7 separate regions of the Mus musculus genome follow, and all the other regions are linked to region 2. The links are chromatin contacts, called in public HiChIP or PLAC-seq, Micro-C and promoter capture Hi-C maps. All regions are on one chromosome and are shown on one strand. The core of a region is the stretch at or near the end of the contact, and the rest is flanking DNA. Distances in the headings are between cores, read along the strand shown.

Region 1 (2,700 bases), core at 124-2,623, 1.0 Mb after region 2:
AAAAGAAACTTAAGGGAGAAAAGTTTTTCCTGACTGCATTCAAGAGTGCACAGCCTGTCAATCCTGGGGCTTCAATATTCAGGAGCTTCAAGTTTCCTTAGCTGGGAACAGAGATTCACACACGCTAAAGCTTGGCTTAGCTTCTCCACTTTTTGCTCAGTGAATGATTCTGCTTACAATTAAGATGGGCCTTCCCACATCAATTAGTTTAATCAAGACAATCCCTCGAAGACATTCTCAGAGGCTAACCTTAATCAATACAACCCCATCCCACCCCCACCCCCATTGTCCAGAGGGCTGTCCTCTGGCTGTCTAGATGACAACTAATACTAACTTCACTCTATACAGTATTAGGTTAGGAAGGCTTGGTCTTCCCACCTCAGTCTCCTGAGTGGTGGACGCCTTTCATTGCTGTTATTCTTAGGACAGTGGGGAGGTTCTCACCCAGGGCCTTGATATACTAGGGAAACACTCTAAAAAGGAGCTACACCCTCAGTCTTCCTCCTAAGTGCCTTGCCCATGTTCCATCTCCTTGTTTCAGCGGCGTTTGGTGGTGAAGGGTTTGCCTCACTGCCTGGACGCTGCTTTCATAGTTGATCAATGGATAGGGCAGGTGGGTGGCACTTGTCAGGCACACAGGACATGAACTCCAGGTGGCAGAAAAGACTCTTACTCTGCAAGGTATTGTGGGATATTCTACCCTCACTTCAATAATAACCAAACGTGCTATGTACTTTATAGACACATATTGAATGCCCACATAATCTACCAGGCAGGCGATTTAGAAATCCCACTCTACAGAAAAGAAACGGAAGCTCAGGTTGCTGAGAAAACTTTCTTAGGTCTCTAGTGTCCGATAAAGACAGGGGCGAGGTGGGGTGGGGGTTTGAACGCCACAACTGGCTCCAGGGTCTGTGCTTTCAACTAGCACTTCATGGAGAATGGAAAAAGTGAAAATTGCGGTCGCCTTTGAATAGATAGAACTTAAGGTAGAACACGGGGTCCACGGGCAGTCCTGGAAGGTGCATTGACAAGTCCTGGAGTAGCTTCTCAAAGCCAAGTCCACCTACGCAGGTCCTCGTGCTAGTTCTGGGGCCCAGTCTCAGAACCCTCACTTGTGCAGGGTCACTACGGGAGGGGCGACGCTCTTCTATTTCGACGTGAACTCCTAGAACCCTCCCCCCCAAAGTCCCCAGGACGATCGGACACCCGCAGGGTGAGGCCCACACAGGGACCGCTCCCTCGGTGGCAGGGGCGTAGGGTGACGAAGAGGCAGGGCGGGGCCGGCGGCCCAGGAACGCAGAGGATCAGATTTCTCGCAATGCACCAATCCTGAACTCCGGGGGATGTGGCCACACCTGGAGGGCGTGACCAGACCGTGCAGGGGCTGTGGCATCCAGGGCTAGGCTCTGAGCACTGGGCACCGAGGTGGGCAGGTGCGGGCCTGTGCCGGCCGCAGAGGAGCCCGCGGTTCCCAGCCGCACCTAGCCGTCGGGGGAGCTCCTGTGCTGCGGCGGTGTGAACTCTTGTGCACCTGCTCCTGAGCACGGACTGAGGCCAGGTGGGGACGCCGGCGTTGGCAAGCCACCTGAGGGAGGACAGACACCTGACGGGTGGAGCCGGGCCCATTGGAGTTGATGTGGGCGGGGGAGCCGGCTTGGGTTCCGTGTCCCGCACCAGTCTGGGTGCTGGGCGCTGGGCACCCTTCTTCAAGTAGTTTTGGGACGGCACCGGGCCCCTTCTGATCCCCTCCCGCAGAAAGAGCTTGTTTCTGCTCCGCCTGCTCCACCATCGGATGGAAGGAAGGAATCCCTTCCACCCTAGCCTCTCCGGTTTTAACTAGCTTACTCTGAGGCTGGCTCCTCTGTCCCAGCGGGGACTTCCCAGGCCCCGAGGCCCTGGGTTCTAGTGGCTGTTTAGGGAAAATCGGGATGAGGATGACCTAGGGTTTGGTCGGATTTGTTTTCCTTTTTCCGAGTGTCTTAACACAGTCAAGGCCGCTCACACTGGGCCTGGGAGATGTCTGTGGAGTTCCAGGTAGCCAAGCTAGGTGCTGGGGAGGGTGGCGCCAGGCGTGGCAGCTCTGCCGGGTGAGGCCCTCCTGGCCTGAAGGGGCTGGAGGCGGTGCGCGGAGAGCAGAAAGCCTCCCATACCTGCCTGGAAGGGAGGCCTGGGCTGCCGTGCTTCGCTCGGTGATAAAGTGGTAACCAGCCTTCCCTGTTTTCTTGGTGGGTATCAAGATGGAAGCTAGGGAAGGGAGAGGGCGAAGGTGCTTGGGCAGGGATTGGTGAAGTTGCTAGTTAGATCTGTGTGTCACACATGACAGCACAGTGGCCTACAGCTTGGCCTTGTCATCCACCAACTCCAAACCCACAGGGAGGAGGTGTGTGAGGATGTGAGCAGTAGAATAGCATTTACTCCGAGGCAAGGTGAAAATTCATGGAGCTGGCATTTCAGTTCCATTCAGGAAGAATGGGAAACTAGGGCAGTCCCAACAGCTGCCTTTGAGACCTGGCCCAAACCACCAGAGCCTTCTAGCTTGAGGTCTAGGATCCACTCCTGGAACAGACAATGAGGACAGTTCGTGCCCCAGGAGCCTGAAAGTGCCCCTGCCCTCTGCTCACAGTGAGGAGGTGGGTGGTGGTCTTATCACTGGATGGTTCCTATCTGTCAGAGAAAACAGACCTTTCATTTTCATGT
Region 2 (2,700 bases), core at 33-2,532:
GGCTGTTCCGGAGAAAATGTCTCCTTGGCAGCTGCTGCCGCTGTCCTGTGGTCTGGCTTCCCCGGGCTGGGTCGGCGCGCGGGGAGGGGTTGGGGGCGACCGGGGCGGTGTCGGGCACGGGCGTTTCCCCGCCCAGGTCCACACCGCCTCGGCAGAAAGAAAAACCAGGATCCCGTGTGCGCCGGGGTCGCAGGGCTCGCCCTTGGCTCGGGCTAATGACAGCAGGCGGTTGCCAAGCGTGGCCCTGCGGAGCCTGGCTGAGCCCCGGGTTCCCAGGGCGGGTCGGAGTGGCATCTGACCTGGGGTAGGTTCATGCACACACAGATCGCACGCCCTCTCCTGCAGCCCTTGGTTTTGCAGTCCCCACGCCCCGGGCCTCGGACCCGCGACCTCCGTGCGAAGCCACCAGCGTGCAAGTGCCGCGGGAGGGAACCATGTTCACCTTGCCATGCACACATCTACCCCCACGCCCTGTGTCACTGCCCAGCCGAGCCTGCCAGCCTCCCCGCCCGCGATGCCCTGCCCTGCCCTGCCCTGCCCTGGCCTCTCCTGGTGCGCCCCACACTCAACACCACGTAACTCCCTCCCATCCCGACGCCGGCCACCCCAGAGCAAGCCTGGGGGAAAAAAAAAGAGAGAGAGAGATGGGGTTTTCCTGTGAGCAAATATATCTACCTGGATCGAATTCAGGGATCCGAGCTTGGTATTCAGCTCCGACTCTCATCCCAACATCTGCAAAGCAATGCCAAGATATATGGTAAAATGGTAATAAATAAGGAGAGGAGAGGGGAAGGGCAAGGCAGAGACTCTCCAGCCGCGGGAGCGCGGGCGAGGCCGTGGCCGGGTGGGGGCGGGGAGGCGCGGGTCGCGGGCTGCGGCGGCACCGGGAGTTCCGGCGGCCGCGGCTCGGCTCCGAGGGGGAGGAGGGCGCGGGGAAGGGGGCCGGGCGGACGGGCGGGGGCGGGGAGCGCGGCGAGGTACCCCCGTGCTCGTCGTCGCTGCTGCAGCCGCTCTCGGGCTCCGAGAAGTGCAGCCCGCCGTTGGCCGAGGAGCCGCCGCCTCCCGCCGGGCTCTTGGCGCCGCCGTTGGCCGATCGGCTCTTCCCCAGTAACTCGGGCCCTTTCTCCATCATGCCGGGCATGGTAGAGGAGGGGGAGAGGTGGCGTCAGGGAAGGGGGAGACGGCTGGCGGGCGCGGGCGGGAGCGCGGAGGAGGAGGAGGAGGTGTTAATATGGAGCCGCCATCACCGCCCCGGTCGAGCCGTAGCGCAGTCGCCCCACACCGGCCCGCCCCGGCCCCGCCTCCCTCCCCTCCCCCGCCGCCGCCGCCCCGCGCCGTGCCACCCGGCCGAGCGCCCCTCGTGGCCGCGCGCTCCTCACTGGGCGGCCGCGATCACTCCGCCCTAGGGAGGTTCCGGCCGCGGGGCGGAGAGACCAGAGGGCCGGGACCCCGCGCGTCCCCAGCCGGCCGGTTCCCGGGCGCTCGAGGGCCGGGAGACGATGTGGAGGCCCCGGAGGCGGCATGGAGGGCGGGGAGGCGGCCTCTGCCCTGTCTCAGCTGAAGGAATTTGGCCTGCTGAGGCGGGGCCGCGGGGCGGGAGCTGCTCCCGTGACCGGGAACCCGGGATGGCGGTCTCAGGAGCTGCTCCGGTGAGGAGCGGCGGGGATGGCGGCCTTTGACAGGAGCTATGAGGATGGCGGCCTTGGACCGGAGCAGCTCCGGTGACGCGGGCAGGGGTTGGCGGCCTCAGACAGGAGCTGCTCCCGCGAGGTGCGCCCCGGGGTAGGAGCTGGGTCCTCCGGTTGGAGGCAGGATCGGTTCACTCCGGAATGAGACCGGCCCTAAAGACCTGGCGAGGCAGCTCCTCTCTGCTGTGAGGTCCGAGAGGGACTGAAAGGGCAGTATTTCCACTTGGCTCTTTCCCTTTTGCTGTCTAAGAAGCGAATGCCACGAGTGGGGAAATAAATAACCGAACTCTACCTTCCCCGGGCCAGTGCTATCTGGGTCGACACTGCCTGGGGTGGTGGCTCAGAGCAATTCTGGAGAGGGTGGAGAGAGAAGTGCTCTGCAGAGAGGTGCTGCTGCTGCAGAGAAAGGTGAGGCCAGCTGCCTTCTGGCAGTTTGCACCCAGTTGAAGATTGGCTGGACTGTATTTCTTCCCCAGATTTAAGGATATTTGCTTATGACATACTGTCTGGGCAAGGAGGACGATTTGTGTCTCAGGAGTAAAGGGGGGGGGGAGTTGCTTAATATACAGATGTGTGTCCTGCAGAATTTGGGGGTAACAGTAAAATTACCTTGAAGGTTAAAACTGTTCTTTGGAATTCTGTTACTGAGAAATAACAGACCTACTCAAGAATTCAGCCAAGAAAACTCTGGGATACAAGAATTAGGCCGGTCATCTGTCTAAAGGAGGGAGTATTTTGTCCGGGTGGAGAAACAGTACTGGTACTGGAAATAGTTGATTTTTAGCTCTATATGTGTCCATTAATTTTTGAACCACAACTCAACCTCCCCTCCCGTTTTATTTTTTGAGACAGGATTTCTATGTGTACTTCTGGCTGTCCTGGAACTCACAGAGATCCGCTTGCCTCTGTCTTCTGAGTGCTGGGAGTAAAGAGCTGCACCACCACACCTAGCATCGGTTCCTTTTTTTAAAAAACACATTGCTGAAGGATATTTTAAGTCTGATTTTTATTT
Region 3 (2,700 bases), core at 176-2,675, 2.0 Mb before region 2:
CTACTCAGTGCTTCCCAGCGCGGCGCAAGCAGACTGGGTGGACTGGCACCGCGCTCGCTCCTCCGTACCGGACCGTCCCCCAACTCGTCTCTCCTCTGTTGCAGAGCTGGGTGCAAGCTCCCGGCGCTGAGCACACAGAGGAAAGTCACCGGGCGCCCCCTCCTCCCCGCCCTCTTCCCCACGGCCGGCCCTCTGCCCCGGGTTAAAAAAGGAGAAGTGAAAGGTATGCAAACAGCAAGCAAATAGGGAAAGCCGGGAAGAAAGGCAGCTAGAATAAACAAGACAAAGGGAGAAGGACTCGGGGACAGGCCCTGGAGTTTCAACTCCCGGAGAAGAAAAAGAAGAAGCTGGGAAGATTGCAAGAAAAAAAAAATCTAGAAGAACAACAACCAAAAGGGACTCATCCCCCTCGCGGCCCCCTCCCCTGAAAAGAGTGCAAGAAAAATAAAGAAATAAAAATAATACAAAATAAAAGAAAGCCAGAGCCTCAGCGCATCCCAGACACAGTACACAAAAGGTGACAAGATCAGCGACAAGTCCAGCAACACCAGCCTCCCCCCATCGCCACCATCATCCCAGTCACCGGCAGGCGCGAGAAAGAAATAAAAGCCAAGCAGGTCACTTACTCTTCGTTTACTGGGAGGAGCGGAGCTCGGAGTTCCACTGAGCCTCCTGCTTAGAAAACTGTTTTTAGAGGCTATTTGATCACGATTCATGTAAATAACACCATTTTCCCCCTTGGAAAAAGAATGTTTACACGGGTGTGAGTAACGGGAGGCTCTTCTCTCTCTTTCCCATTCAAGAACGAGCCAGTGCGAGCGATTCTGGAAAAGGGGAGGGGACAGCAACCGGGTGAAGATACTTACGCGGTGCGGGCAGCAGCGGGGCGCAGCCACTCTCTCTCTTTCTCTCTCTCTTTCTTTTCACTCTCTCTCTCTCTCCCCCTCTCTTCTTCTCTTGCGGGCAGAGAAGAAACCCACGCGCGCACGCGGTGATGTCTTACTGGTGATAATTGGCCCAGGGGTCGGTGAGTCTGTGCGGGAGCGAGTGATCTGGGCGAGTGCTGAGAGGCGAGGGGAGAAAGGAGGGAGGGGAGGGGAGAGGCGCGCAGGGCAGAGCCGGGAGCCCGGGGAAAGAAGGGGAGAGAGAGCGGAGAAGGCGGCGAGGGCTGGAGCGCGGAGCGGTGGCCCGAGGAGCAGCGGGCACGGCGGAGAGGCTTGTGTGCGCCGCGCGGCTTCCCCGGCTGCAGTGGCCGTCGCTTTCCCAGCGCTCTCTCAGCTGAGGGCTCCGCTCCACAACAAGATTTACTTTAAGACACAGCTGAAGGAAACAGGAAGACTGCACGTCACAGTCCCACTGACGTACCCGGTCCCAGCACCCAATCGCGAGGCGCCTTCGGATTCAAGGGGGGATAGCGAGGCAAGAGAACTTGTGAGGAAAAAAATATACATATATATAAAAGGGGTGGGGGTGAGGGGCTGGGGAGAGAGGAGGAGAGGGGGGCCCAGCGCTCCCCCGCCCGGGCCACCAGCCCCGGCCCCCACCCCGCCCTGCCACTGCTTGGGGCGCCTGGATCGCCGCGCCCCGGCCGCCGCGAGCCATCTGCGGGCGTTGTGCACCGCGGCGCCCGGCTCACACTTGCTCTTCCAGGACGCAGGTCTTTTTTTTTTTTTTTTTTTTTTTTCCATTTCACTGACACAGATGATGGAGTTCTCCCAGCGGCCGGGAGCACTCCCCAGACTGGGATGGAGGAAGGCTCGGAAAAGTATACAGGATAAAAAAAAGTGGATATTTTAAGGGTCGGGGTGGCATAAAGGGCGGAATGTTGTGGGGGGGGGGCACAACTCGTTCTGCTTTGGAAATGATCATAGATAGTATCAATAGGACCAGTCACCCTAGTTTCCTTTTAAAGAGGATGAGCAAACACAGGTAGGCTTAGGTTTTAAAAAATAAATAAGTGCCAGAGATTTCACACTGGGGCCGCTAAGTCTGATATTAAAAACCTCTACCCGCACTGGCTGAGTCCCAGTCAATCAGACCTCAGAATTTATAGGAATTCGCCCCCGATTACCTTTAAAAGTATTATTTCAATTGTAGGCATAGTGACCACATATGCTATAAACATCGTTTCTGGCCACCCTTCTCCAGTTCGCACATCCCTACATGGCCAAAGAAACTAGTTCGATATAGGATTCACATGATTTCGAAGTCTGAATGACAAACTTAAAAGTTTATTGGGCAAGACATCTCAGACTCTAATACTTAAAGCCACATAAAACACACGTTGGTTTGACATCTTGGGTGAAAATTAGCAGCAAGGTTTCTTCAGATAACGTGGCTCTTAAAGAGGGCCTTGGCTTTCCTTGACAAATGCTGAAGAGCCTCCAGCCTCAGCTTGAATGGTCCTCTCCCTGGGCACAGTTAACAGCAGCGCTTACTAAAGAGGCAGTGTGGACATAAACACTCCATAAACCCCGAGCCTCAAGAGCTGAGAAGCACTTTAAATGTTCATACCTAGGAGATTAGAGACTTTTACAAAAGGTGCTGTGGGGACAAGAATTTTTTCTGAGTCCCTCCAATTCAATCAGATCAAAGGTTGAAACGTGTTGTGACAGGGTATTTATAAGATGCGAGTACACCAGCAGACCCGCCGCCATCGTCTGCCGCGCACACTCTAGGACCTTCTCCGATTTATCAGAA
Region 4 (2,700 bases), core at 60-2,559, 1.1 Mb before region 2:
GTTCTCTTTCCACTTGCCTTAAGGGATTCTGCCTTTTTCCTTTGTTTGTTTAACATCCTCGACCACACTATGTAAGATCTCTATCACTAAGCTATATCCTCCCCTTCTCGTGGTTTTTGATACCATGCTGAATCTCCAACTTACAGAGTTTTTACTCTCTCCAAGACCCACGACTCACATTTGAAATGATTATGTATTCTAATCTTTCCACTTGGATGAGATCAGACTTAACCAATATCCCCCCACTAGGATTTCCAGCTGCCCACCTGCCCACTCTGATCCCAAACCTTTTCTCGTCTCAGCAAAGGCCATCACCATCTTCCTTACAGGAAGCACAAACTGAAATCTAAGTCATGCTCGATTTCTTCCTCCCCTTGCTGTTCTTATCCAAGGCATGCATGTACTGTTGGTGTTATTCCTAAAATTTGTTGAGTACATGGTATTCTCATGATATTCTCACTGTACTGGCTTCTACCAGCTCTTGTCTGTAAACTGAGACGTTTCCTAAATGCTCTCACTTTCTCTCCTCCACCTTTTTGCCACTCAGCAGCAAATTTGTCTTCAGAATATTCGCTCTCTATATATATTTAAAATGGGTTTGTTTTTAAACTTTTAAGGGTTAAGACTGTGCATCTAATGCAATCCAAATGTCTTACTGACCTTGACCTACCCTTCCCAGCTCCTGGAAATTTCTCCTTTATTAAGTGTTTCCAGCTGCTGGTTAACTAAAACAGATCAAATTCTATAATGTATGGGAGGTCTACAACCTGCCGGTGTTCATCACTACCATACACTCACACCCTAAGCGTCACCTCCTAAGAAAAAGGCACCTACTTCTCCTTCCTCTTCACTTTCCCCAATGTAGCCGGTAAAACCTATTTCCATCCCTACACATTCACTCCATCAAGTGTTATTATTTTTGTTTGTCCCTCTGCCGGGCCAGAACTAGAACCTCTGCTAAGGGCTTGGATGGATCAGCACACCTCAAGAGTGGTAGGAGAAAGGGGTGTTGAGACGACAAACTAAAGCTTCATAGAAATAGTTAACCGCCGTGTAAGATGAGGAATGTCAGTTCCAGGACGCTGGTTCGAAAGGGTCGCCATAGACTAGGTACGGTCTGAGGATTTGGGGGAGAAAAACTTGCGGGAAAGGAGACACGGCCCTCCCGACTCCCGCAAGCCCCAAGTCCCCCTCACATACGTTGTCAAAGTCCGAGGCGGAGAGATGGCAGTGACAGTCCACTAACCCCAAACCCATAGCTACTCCTGCAGGCTTCTCGACTGCAAGCCAGGCGGCGGAACTCTGGGGCCGCGGAACCCGAGGCGGAACCTTGCGGCGGCGGCGGATCGGGTTTCCAGTCGGACGCGTGCAGGAGCGTTCCAGGGAGGGAAGCATCCTTCCGGTCTCAGCGATTCCCGCCTTAGTTTAAACCGGGAAGATGGCGGCTGTCTCTGAAACAGTGCTCGTCTCCGCCCCGCAGGACCACGATGCCCAGGCCGCCTCAGACCCTCAGGCCACGGCAGCAGACTCTCCCCTAGAGGACTTCCGAGTGCGCTGCACCTTGAAGAGGGCGGTGATGGAAGTGATGGAGATGTGCGGTCGCTTCGTGCAGGAGCTCGGGGCCGTGCTGCCGGAGGACGTCCGCGAGCTCGCGCTGCGGGACGCACAGTGGGTACGGACCCCTCTTTCCCGGTCCTCACCCAGCGCATCCTGGCTCTGGCTCGGGGCCCATGTCAGGCCTTCGCAGATGGAACGATGCCCAAGACTGGCTTGGGAAATGCCAGGGAAGGCAACTAGATGCTAGTGCCGCCTGGGTGCTGCTTCCTGTCAGGAACATACAGGGCGAACACGTATGTAATCTTAAGAAGCAGGCGGTATTAAGTGTACCCATATTCTTGAACATGTACAGCGCTATACGTATAAACAAGGCATCACATTTTGCTTTCATAGCAAGCTTTCAAATCTTGTGTTTTACAAAACATTTCTTTTGGTAGTTAAGTGCGCAGTAAAGACAAAGTCGCTCTCCTGTGGGCCAGCGCAACTTTGCTGGTTGGTATGAGGAATTCTCCAGGAAATGATAATCCTTGAAGTCAGTCATCTGGCTAGGTTTTTGGTCATTGTTATTGTTTTTGTTTGTTTTTATAACATCGTGTGGATTCGGGGAGAAAACATTTTCTTTTTAAGTTGAAAATAGATGAAGAAGCTGTCTTGGTGTTAAATTTTACCAAGTTCTAGTTGAGCTGGTCATGACAGTGTATGCCAAGTACTCGGAAGGCAGGGGCATGCAAATCTCTGTGAGTTCGAGACTAGTCTGGTCCACGCCGTGAGTTCCAGACAAGCCAGGGCTACGTAGAACCTGTGCATCCTGTTGCTCCCCCGGCACCCATAAACCCTTAGAACACACTTATTTCTCCTATATTTTGTGTACCCCTGAATATGATGGTTTCTGGGAAAAGACACTAGAGATCGAAGGACTGCTAACTCAAGCAGATAAACAGCCTATATGTAGGGGAAAGTTTCAAGCTTGTAACAGCACATTCATGACCAATGACAAGAGTGCAGAGTAAATATAGAGGTTGTCAGCATCAAAAACTAAAACAACAGTGGTTAAGGGAAAGAATAATGAAGAAACCTTCCTTGGATTGTAGTTTTATACCCCAGTTTTGGGAATAGTAGCTCCTGTGTTATTCTCTCCTTAGA
Region 5 (2,700 bases), core at 128-2,627, 1.1 Mb after region 2:
CCAAATGCATTGTGGGTGTGGGTGCTTGTTTCTATGTGGGTAGATCGGAGTTTGAGTGTTGTATGACCTAGGGCTCTCAAACTTGTGAGACTATGGGGCATGCCAACATAAATAAATGCATGAGCAGATACAGGAACCCCAGTCTCTGAATACATGTATCTGCACAAGGGCAATGTGTATGAACAGGTACAACTATGAACATACACAGTCAAAGAACTCTGTGGCTACCAACACCAAACACATGCAAGTGTGTGTGTGTGTGTGTGTGTGTGTGTGTGTGTGTATTGGGTGGGGGGGCAAGACTTTGTACATTAAGTGTGAGACTATAAGGGGGACACAGAACACTCACCTTCTGGAGACCTTCCTCCGACCTGGCAGTCAATACCACATGGGCTCCCATTTTTGACAGATGATATGCCATTTCTCTTCCAATCCCTTTGCTGGCCCCAGTGACAATCACTTTCTTTCCCTGGAGCATTTCTGGGGAACCACAGAAGCCGTGAGTGTCCCCAAAGCCTTGTCTTGCTTTCCATACTTAGAGGTTGTGAGCCCAGATCATTTTATCTCATGCTGTAACCACTGAAGCTGCACTTGCGGTTATTCATAAACAGGCTCTCAAACATGGGTTTGGCCTGGATGTCCAGAGCCGAGCCATCCTGCTATCATTTCTAAAAATCTCCACACGCAGAGATCATAGAGACAAGGCCAGAGAGGTCAGAGTTTGGTGAAAGTACCCAAGTTCAACCCTTTTGTCATAATCTAATTTTGCTAACTTGAAAGGGAATTTAAAAGAGCATCACAAAATGTGTTCACAGAGATTTCAGCCCATCTACTTAGTCATCAACTTCATAACCCTTTTTTTTTTTTTTTTTGATTCTCGGCTATCAGTATCTCCATGGAACACAGCTATCTGGATGAGCCCTGTGTCTGGGTACTACCTTCCCTTCTGTAGATCTGACATCACTTTCCATGCTGTAGGTCCAGCAAAGCATGACCTCCTTGGCTGTAAGGCTCACCCCCTCCCAGTCCTCTCCTGCCCACAGTCTGTGGCTGGAGGATACAGGGTTACAGATTCAACATTAGGGTTTGAATCAGTGATGTAGGGATCAAGAACACAGCTAGAACTTTAGGAACATTCCAGCACCTCTGTGTTTTAAGCCTGTTTCTCCAAATGAGACACAGTGGTACTCACCTGGTCTGAACTCTTCATTTGTAGAATAGTAGTAGTAGGCCAGGAAGAGCACCAGGATCGGGAGGAGGTAATTTTTCATAACTGCCATCAAACAGGGACCTGGCTCAGGGCGCCCTGTAGGACACACGAAGAAAACCTGCAGAGCTTTCTACAACCTCCCAGGCAGGCAGCAGCCTCTGAATTGTGACATCAGGGACGGGGGAGGCTGGAGTAGTCTCAGGCAGCACTAGCCAACTTCCCTGTCAGAGCAACGATTGGCTTTGGGTGGGATCCCATTCGTCCCTGGCAGCCTGCGTGGTGGATTTCATAATGGACAATGTTTACTCCATTTCATTGAGTAAGAGGCAACTTCCAGATGGCCAGGCTCATGACTGTGCAGGGCTGGGTTCCTGAGCATCTCCTACTGCGACATCCTTTGCACACGGCAGAATGGCCTTGCAAGAATGGCTTGTCAGGGAGGGAGGGGGAGAGGGCAGAGCAAGGGAGGGAAGGAGGAAGGGAGAAAGAGAGGGAGGGAGGGAGAGAAAGAGAGACAGAGACAGAGATACACACAGAGAGAAACAGCACCTAAGAACCCCTGAGCATGTGGGGCTTTGGGGAAATATGAATGATATCAAATAGAGCTAAACTCAAGCCAAATCTCACCCTTGGCCCCACTCCCCAGTCAGAAGCAATTAAAAATAAGAACACAAAACAGCAAAATAAGCTCAAGGGAAAAAAAATGTGCATGTCTTAGGAGAAAAAAGAATAAAGCAAACAAGCCATATAAGCCCCACACTCCAGTTCAATGAAAAAGCATTACAACATCAAAGAGAAGTTGCAACCCAGCCAGACCCAGATGGCGGGAAACCCAAGCTCAGTTCAAGACTCTCAGGCAAGTGCAAGGGAGCTCACCCTTATTACTTTAACAGAGAATGAAGAAGGAACAATGGGCCCCAAAACGGGAAGAAAGGCAGCAGGTTGTTAAACTGGGTTATGCAAATGCTGTGGAGCAGCGAGGAACAGAAGAGGATGCTGAGAAAAGGAGGCCAGACTAGAAGATCTAGACCATCTTTGGCTATAGCCACACTGCTCGCTCATAAGCTGCAGTGCTAACCTTTTGACCTCTACTTTGAGTCTGGGTCTCAGTTAAGTTGATCAGGCTTGCCTGGAACTTGCTCTGTAGCCTCAGACTTGCGATCCTCCTGCCTCAGCCTCCCAAAGAGTTGGGATTCCATACCTGTTGCCATAAAGTTCCAAGGGATGTACTTGAAGTAAAACTAGCATAGAGCATCCAAGTCCCAGGTAAAAAACGATCCAACAGGAGCATCAAGACAAGAGACACTCTAGCAATTAAAAATGTGTCGTTATGACAAGGCAGAAATAATCACCTTCTTTTATGTGTAGCAAGATTTTATTAAAGAATAATCCTCAAAGAGTTAAAGACACACCACAGTTAAGTTTTTCAGCTTAAAACTTGCCACCCGTGTCATGAAAATCACCCAGAACAAAGCCAATCCTGAACTGTG
Region 6 (2,700 bases), core at 60-2,559, 1.1 Mb after region 2:
AGACAGGAAGTCAAAGAACAGGTAGGTGAAGAAAGGAGATGCCATTATAAGTGTGAGGGCTTAGGCTCCCCACTGTGGGACTTACCAGAGGGAGCTCCCAGGTTCCCTACCTTCCAGACGGGAAGAAGAAAGGTCTGAGGGGTTGAGAACAGGTCTGTGAGGATGTCTCTTCCTGTTCTCCATCTATTGTCTGTAGGGCCACTGAAATATGGCTATTTTACTCTCTGCATCATTAGGTCTTAATGCTTAGGAAGTTGCAATAGGAATGGCTCCCTAGAGAGAGGAGTGTCTCCAAACCCATAGCCTTCTACACCTCCTGGGGTGTGGCGTGACACCTGTATGGAACCACACAGCCTTCTAGGATGGTGGGATCATCCTGGCTTGCTTTAACGCAAGTAGGCTATGGAAAGTCTGATGGACAGGGACAGGCTATAGAAAAAAAGGAACTGGTCCTGTAGTTCAGAAAAAGGTCACAAGGCCACTGCCCAGGATTTCTGTAGTTTCTGAGGTACCCCTGGCCAACATGAAAGGGCCTAGTTAGAGCTCGGAGGAAGGGCTAGTACTGGCTAGGGAAGGCTCTCCTTCCTGCACAGGAAGACAGCAGCACACTGCCCCTCAACTACAGACATGTTGACTTGCCACAGTTTTGCACCTACCTCCTGGCTGTGTATGCAGAGGAGATGATGGGTGGCTTCCTACACGAATCTGGCCTTCTTAGTTCAGAGTTCTCAGCGGGAGCTGAAGAGCCTGTTACAGGGATCCCTACATTGAAGGGATTGGGAAAAGTCATTTAATTTGTGTTATGGATGCAGAGCACACCAACACCAAGCCATGCAACTCACACCTAACCGAAGCCATCAGACGGAGCAGAGCTGGGAGCCATACCCTGTGGTTGCCTGAGGTCTCTAGCACAGGATGTTTTTTTGTCATACAAGCCCCATCGAGTACATTCTACCACCTGCTGCTACGCAGGAGGCTGGCATGGCAGAGCGTATTCTGCCCCACCCTAAGTCAGCAGATCCAAACCAAGATCCCAAAGCATCTTCCTCCACAGTTACCTCAAGTCCCAGGTTCTGTCTCAAGTGTCTCAGGAGAGCCTTCAGCCCTTTCTTTCTAGGTCTCTCTGGTCTCAGAAGGCTGGGGAAGCTGTCAAGCCGAGTTTCTGAAGAAGTTTCTAAACCCCCTCACCATTTTCTTCTTATACTGACGTTATTTTCGCACAGCAGCATGCTGAAACAGGAAACACAAGCCACAGTGTTCACAAACCTCAGTTCCTCTCCTTGCCCTTAGCAATTTGAGAGGGCCCCTGCACTCTTGGGGCCTCCAGGGCTGGTGAGGAAGTCCACCCAGGCACCCACTCTCCAACTACCTGATTGGTCTGCTCTCTGGCAGTTTCAGCCCAGTATTCACTTCCTCTGGTTGGTGCTGTAGCTCGGTAGGTAGAGTGCTTACTTGCCTAGCAAGCACAAAGCCCTAGACTCCACCCCCAGCATTAAAAGCCAGACCTGAAACCCCGGCATTCAGGAAGTAGAGGCAGGAGGACCAGGAGGTCAAGATCATCCATATTGAGTTCAAGGCTAGCCTGAGCTACATGAAACCCTGTTTAAAAAAAAATGTTTTTCTAGGACTACACAGGGATGAATTCTGGGCCATATCTATACCTTGCCACTTCTGTGGTAAGACCCAGGAGGGATGTTTCTCATACCATCTAGCTGTTTGGAGTCTCTTTTTCCCAATACTGGCATTGGGTAGAGTCTCCTGTGGTCTGAAGGATCTGTGTGTTTTGTGGAGTTCCAGATCCTTGAGGGCATCCTGGATTCATGTCTTTATGAGGCAGTGTGGAGGGGTGAAATATGGAGGGCTAGAGGGCAGAAGGCAGGTAGCCAAAAGAATCTGAAAAATCCCAGTGAATTGAACTAAGAAATTTTGGGAAAAATTAAAGAGAACTGATACATTAAAAAGAAACTTACAAATGGGAAATCCCAGAGCAACTCAGGATAGATAAACAGGAAACTGAGTTTGTACAAGTTCAAGGACTGCTCTGCAACCTTCTGAACAAGCCACTCAGTATGGAGACTATACAGTTCGAAATGTGTGAGGCAGGTGTGAGACAGGTGTGAGGCAGGTGTGAGACAGGTATGAAGCAGGTGTGAGGCAGATAATGATATATTCAAGTAGCTAGGATAAGTTTTGTTAACATGGAGAACTTATCACAGTCCTCTTCATGACTGCTATTTCCTCATTCTCTTAAGAGAAAAAGTCAAGAAGTAGGCAGGAAGGAAGCACGCAGGCCAGATTCTTATACTAGAACCCAGACCAAGGAGGCTCCTAGGGTGAGAAATACCCGAGAACACAGGGAGACAGGAGATTGTATCAGAATTGCCATAGATCCTTTTGGACTTTATTAAAAACTATATAGAAATGTATACAGAGATCAAATTCTTATCTATGGCTGGGTACTCTTTGGGTGCTATACTCATGCTACTGGGACTAATGTTAATGCAAGTTCAAAGTCACATAGCATGGGTTCATGAGTACATGGGTACATGAGTGCATGAGTGCATGGGTGCATGAATACATGAGTGCATTACCAGCCCAAGTAATTTATTCTAGAATAAAGCTCCAGGTACTTTTATTAGTCTACTAGTGGTATCTATCTATCTATCTATCTATCTATCTATCTATCTATCTATATGCTGT
Region 7 (2,700 bases), core at 152-2,651, 1.0 Mb before region 2:
ACAGAGGTCCTGGGCTGACCCACACCAAGTGCAGGATGCTGTGCTGTGCACTCCTCTATACTGTGTGAGATGTAATTGTCTCTCTCTCTCTTCTCTCCCCTCCTTCTCCCCTCCCCCCACACCGGAGCATGCATGCATGTTGATAGAAGAGGGTCAGAACTAAAATTTGGGCGGAACCATTAGCATGGAGAGGCTCTGCTGTGATGTGTGGACACTGGCTATGCCGTGACCTACTAGCACACATGACCACTACTGGTGCCTAAAGCCGCGCAGGCAGGTTCAAACAAGCTCCTCTCTCCAGACTTACGGCTTAAATTCTGGCACAGAGCCATGCACACTGGGGTGAGGACTCAGAAAGGTCACCTCTCCCACTGCCCAGAAGCCAGTAGGCCAAAATGAGCACACGAGAAAGGCCACTCTTGTCTGGTTCCCATCCGTCCCCCAGTTCGTGGTTAGCTTTCCTCTCCTATGCTATGCACAAACCACAAACCTGCAACCGCTAGGGTTTTTTCTTTTTTTCTTTGCTGGGCACAGTCATCTTGACTTCATATTTTAAAAACTGGCAGGCGGGTGAAGAGGGATGAGATACGTCTCTACCTAGTCTGACATAAACATAGCAACCATATATTTTAGCCTTTAGTAGGTATCACCTTAATCTTGAAGAAGCAAATGCAGCTAGCCCATGGGACCTTAGCATGGCCTGCCCAGACCTTTGAATGTGTGAGGATGGACTTCAAGCGTGGTTTCGACTCACAACCTCTCTTTGCCGCTCCCCCCGCCCCGCCCCCCCCCATCAGAATTCGCCCTCCCAGTCACCTCGCCCCCTCCCTCCCACTGGACCAGACGCCGCCGCAGTGGAAAAGCCCTGAGGCTCCCGCTGTCCCCATAGCGCGGACGGTCTCTGCTGCGGTCCCTGCCCACTGGCGCCACCGGTCCAGGTGCCGCCTCGCCCGGAAGAAATCTCCCCATCGGCGGTGACCGGCGCTGGGGCGCTAAGGGAGGCTGCGAAGGGACATTGAAGCCACCGAGCCACTCACTGGTGCTTCTCACCCAAACTTCCCAGGAGCGGCCGGAGGACCGTCCACGGCGGCGCTGCGCCAGCACCCCGTCTCCACCCACTCGGGGTCTTCTCCGTGGGTGGGCTTCGGTGCTGCCACGTGACTTCCACGAAGAGCGGGGGCCCTTAGCGGAAAGCAGCGACTTGGGTGGGATCCTGGACCCCGAGGTGCGGCGAGAGGGTGGGGGGAGGAGGAAGCAGGGGCGGGGTGGGAGTAGGGGGCGGGGCCGGGCCGGGCCGGGACTGGACACGGGGTGGGGAGGCGGGCACCGTGGAGCCCGGAGAGCGGGAAGCGGCGGGGCGGGGCGGGGCAGCAAGTGCGGGGATGCGGGCGGAGCGCGGGTAGCAGAGCCCCACGTTCAGGGCGCCCCGTGTGGCGAGCGCGCGGCATGTCGCAAGGGCCCCCCGCGGTCAGCGTGCTGCAGAGAAGCGTGGATGCGCCCGGGAACCAGCCGCAGGTATTGGACAAGGGGGCCGGGTGTGAGGACCGGGTGAGGGTGAGGGCAGAGCTCCAGGTGCGCCCCCGCCGTGCGCCCCCGCCGTGCGCCTCAAGCGCTTGGGAAGGCGGCAGCCCCTCCAGACTCGGCGCCGAACACGTGGGTCCGCGCTGCTGTGGGCAGTTTCATCCTTGACTCCTGTGGGCGCTGGTGGGAGGGGGCCCGGAGCTCCGATATTATGAATTCAGCCCAAAGGGGCGGTTCGTCCCTGCATCCAACCCACTGGCCAAGATCCGCATGGGGAATGTCGGACCGGTCAATTTGTGGGTGTGGGGTTTTGTCTCTAATGGGCAGACTCCACCCCCAGCACGGGTGGAAACTTCTCGCCCCAATATGATCAGCACCCTCTGTTGTCCCAGCTTTCAAAGCTGTAGTCACAAGAAGCTGAGACCAAATAGAGGCCACTGTTGGAACACTTCTTGGCCACCTGGTTGCTTTATCAATAGATCAGGTCTTATTTTTCTTAGTCACCACACACACTCCCAACTCTCTGCTTGAAGTGTAATGTCCCAGGATGACCCTGGAAGTCTGAGCCAAGTAGTTGGAGTGGCCTTATACTATTTGCTTCGACTAGCGGAGCCTCAATTTCCCCATCTATAAGATGAACTCTTTTTGTATCTCCTGAGGACGTTTGCAGAGGTCATGTGAGTGATGGGTGATTTGTGTCTCCATTCGTCATTCCTGCCCAGAGGGAAGGTGTGATCATCTGTGGCAGGTGATGTGACAGCTCCCAGAGGACAGGAGGCATGCTGCCCCTTGCCCTGAGACTTGTTGGCTTTGGAGAATAGAGACATTATTTCCTGTCAAGCACCAGTGGAGAGCCAGTGAGGTCAAATCTCAGGTCAGCTTGATTCTGGGCAGCAGAGCCCAGCAGTGTTCTGAGTACAGGGCAGGGTCTTAGTTATTATATACGGTGGAAGGCTTTGTGAGGGTGTAAAAGCTGAAGTTACATCGTTTATATGGCATGTCCCCCTGGATGCTCCAGGTGTGTTTATCAAGACCTTTGGGGTGTAGTGATGCAGGAGTACAATTCCAGAGCTAGGGAGGAAAGGGAAGGGAGACTACGTGAAACTGTTGAAGAAGGGGGTGGGGGGAGGACTTCTGGAAGGCACGTTTTGACACCTGTGTTCTCCTGAGCAGGTGTTG

What was found. Promoter capture Hi-C pulls out the DNA fragments that hold promoters and counts their contacts. Hi-C and Micro-C count contacts between places; a contact is called where the count stands out from the background. HiChIP or PLAC-seq counts read pairs in DNA pulled down with a chosen protein or histone mark.
Region 1: a Micro-C map of embryonic stem cells shows a contact between it and region 2, with 5 times the contacts expected there. The contact joins the promoter of Irf6 here to the promoter of Rcor3 in region 2. A contact is called at or near these places in 15 of 39 promoter capture datasets (the 3T3-L1 cell line, the C10 cell line, HPC-7-derived erythroid cells and 10 more), 3 of 484 Hi-C or Micro-C datasets (the G1E-ER4 cell line, the HPC-7 cell line and embryonic stem cells), 7 of 115 datasets of contacts at active chromatin or transcription factors (the 230-238 cell line, bone marrow-derived macrophages, embryonic stem cells and 2 more) and 1 of 9 other capture datasets (pancreatic islet).
Region 3: a contact with region 2 is called in a Micro-C map of embryonic stem cells, with 3 times the contacts expected there. The contact joins the promoter of Prox1 here to the promoter of Rcor3 in region 2. A contact is called at or near these places in 2 of 484 Hi-C or Micro-C datasets (both in embryonic stem cells) and 1 of 115 datasets of contacts at active chromatin or transcription factors (embryonic stem cells).
Region 4: a contact with region 2 is called in a promoter capture Hi-C map of erythroid cells, with 7 times the contacts expected there. The contact joins the promoter of Tatdn3 here to the promoter of Rcor3 in region 2. A contact is called at or near these places in 5 of 39 promoter capture datasets (embryonic stem cells, erythroid cells, hematopoietic stem and progenitor cells and 2 more), 2 of 484 Hi-C or Micro-C datasets (LSK cells and embryonic stem cells) and 2 of 115 datasets of contacts at active chromatin or transcription factors (the SCID.adh cell line and large pre-B cells).
Region 5: an H3K4me3 HiChIP or PLAC-seq map of bone marrow-derived macrophages shows a contact between it and region 2, with 3 times the contacts expected there. The contact joins the promoter of Hsd11b1 here to the promoter of Rcor3 in region 2. A contact is called at or near these places in 1 of 39 promoter capture datasets (liver) and 1 of 115 datasets of contacts at active chromatin or transcription factors (bone marrow-derived macrophages).
Region 6: a contact with region 2 is called in an H3K4me3 HiChIP or PLAC-seq map of the SCID.adh cell line, with 12 read pairs. The contact joins the promoter of Traf3ip3 here to the promoter of Rcor3 in region 2. A contact is called at or near these places in 1 of 39 promoter capture datasets (the C10 cell line) and 6 of 115 datasets of contacts at active chromatin or transcription factors (the SCID.adh cell line, bone marrow-derived dendritic cells, bone marrow-derived macrophages and 2 more).
Region 7: a contact with region 2 is called in an H3K27ac HiChIP or PLAC-seq map of trophoblast stem cells, with 7 times the contacts expected there. The contact joins the promoter of Batf3 here to the promoter of Rcor3 in region 2. A contact is called at or near these places in 2 of 115 datasets of contacts at active chromatin or transcription factors (large pre-B cells and trophoblast stem cells).

What each region holds. Positions count from the first base shown.
Region 1 is chr1:193,151,739-193,154,438 of GRCm38.p6, forward strand. Irf6 (interferon regulatory factor 6) reads left to right here and starts at 1,374. Exons shown (of 8, transcript NM_016851.2): 1 at 1,374-1,561.
Region 2 is chr1:192,136,758-192,139,457 of GRCm38.p6, forward strand. Rcor3 (REST corepressor 3) reads right to left here and starts at 1,283. Exons shown (of 12, transcript NM_001346740.1): 1 at 982-1,283; 2 at 676-732. The coding sequence starts at 1,141. It overlaps Gm10516 (predicted gene 10516), which reads left to right and starts at 141. Exons shown (of 4, transcript NR_033536.1): 1 at 141-304.
Region 3 is chr1:190,169,402-190,172,101 of GRCm38.p6, forward strand. Prox1 (prospero homeobox 1) reads right to left here and starts at 1,426. Exons shown (of 5, transcript NM_008937.3): 1 at 867-1,426. Prox1os (prospero homeobox 1, opposite strand) reads left to right here and starts at 895. Exons shown (of 2, transcript NR_151620.1): 1 at 895-1,027.
Region 4 is chr1:191,061,601-191,064,300 of GRCm38.p6, forward strand. It overlaps Tatdn3 (TatD DNase domain containing 3), which reads right to left and starts at 1,310. Exons shown (of 10, transcript NM_001357166.1): 1 at 1,201-1,310. The coding sequence starts at 1,257. It overlaps Nsl1 (NSL1, MIS12 kinetochore complex component), which reads left to right and starts at 1,421. Exons shown (of 6, transcript NM_198654.3): 1 at 1,421-1,672. The coding sequence starts at 1,439.
Region 5 is chr1:193,240,983-193,243,682 of GRCm38.p6, forward strand. Hsd11b1 (hydroxysteroid 11-beta dehydrogenase 1) reads right to left here and starts at 1,378. Exons shown (of 6, transcript NM_001044751.1): 1 at 1,193-1,378; 2 at 350-480. The coding sequence starts at 1,280.
Region 6 is chr1:193,200,237-193,202,936 of GRCm38.p6, forward strand. It overlaps Traf3ip3 (TRAF3 interacting protein 3), which reads right to left and starts at 1,310. Exons shown (of 16, transcript NM_153137.4): 1 at 1,059-1,310; 2 at 657-762.
Region 7 is chr1:191,097,013-191,099,712 of GRCm38.p6, forward strand. It overlaps Batf3 (basic leucine zipper transcription factor, ATF-like 3), which reads left to right and starts at 1,402. Exons shown (of 3, transcript NM_030060.2): 1 at 1,402-1,515. The coding sequence starts at 1,447.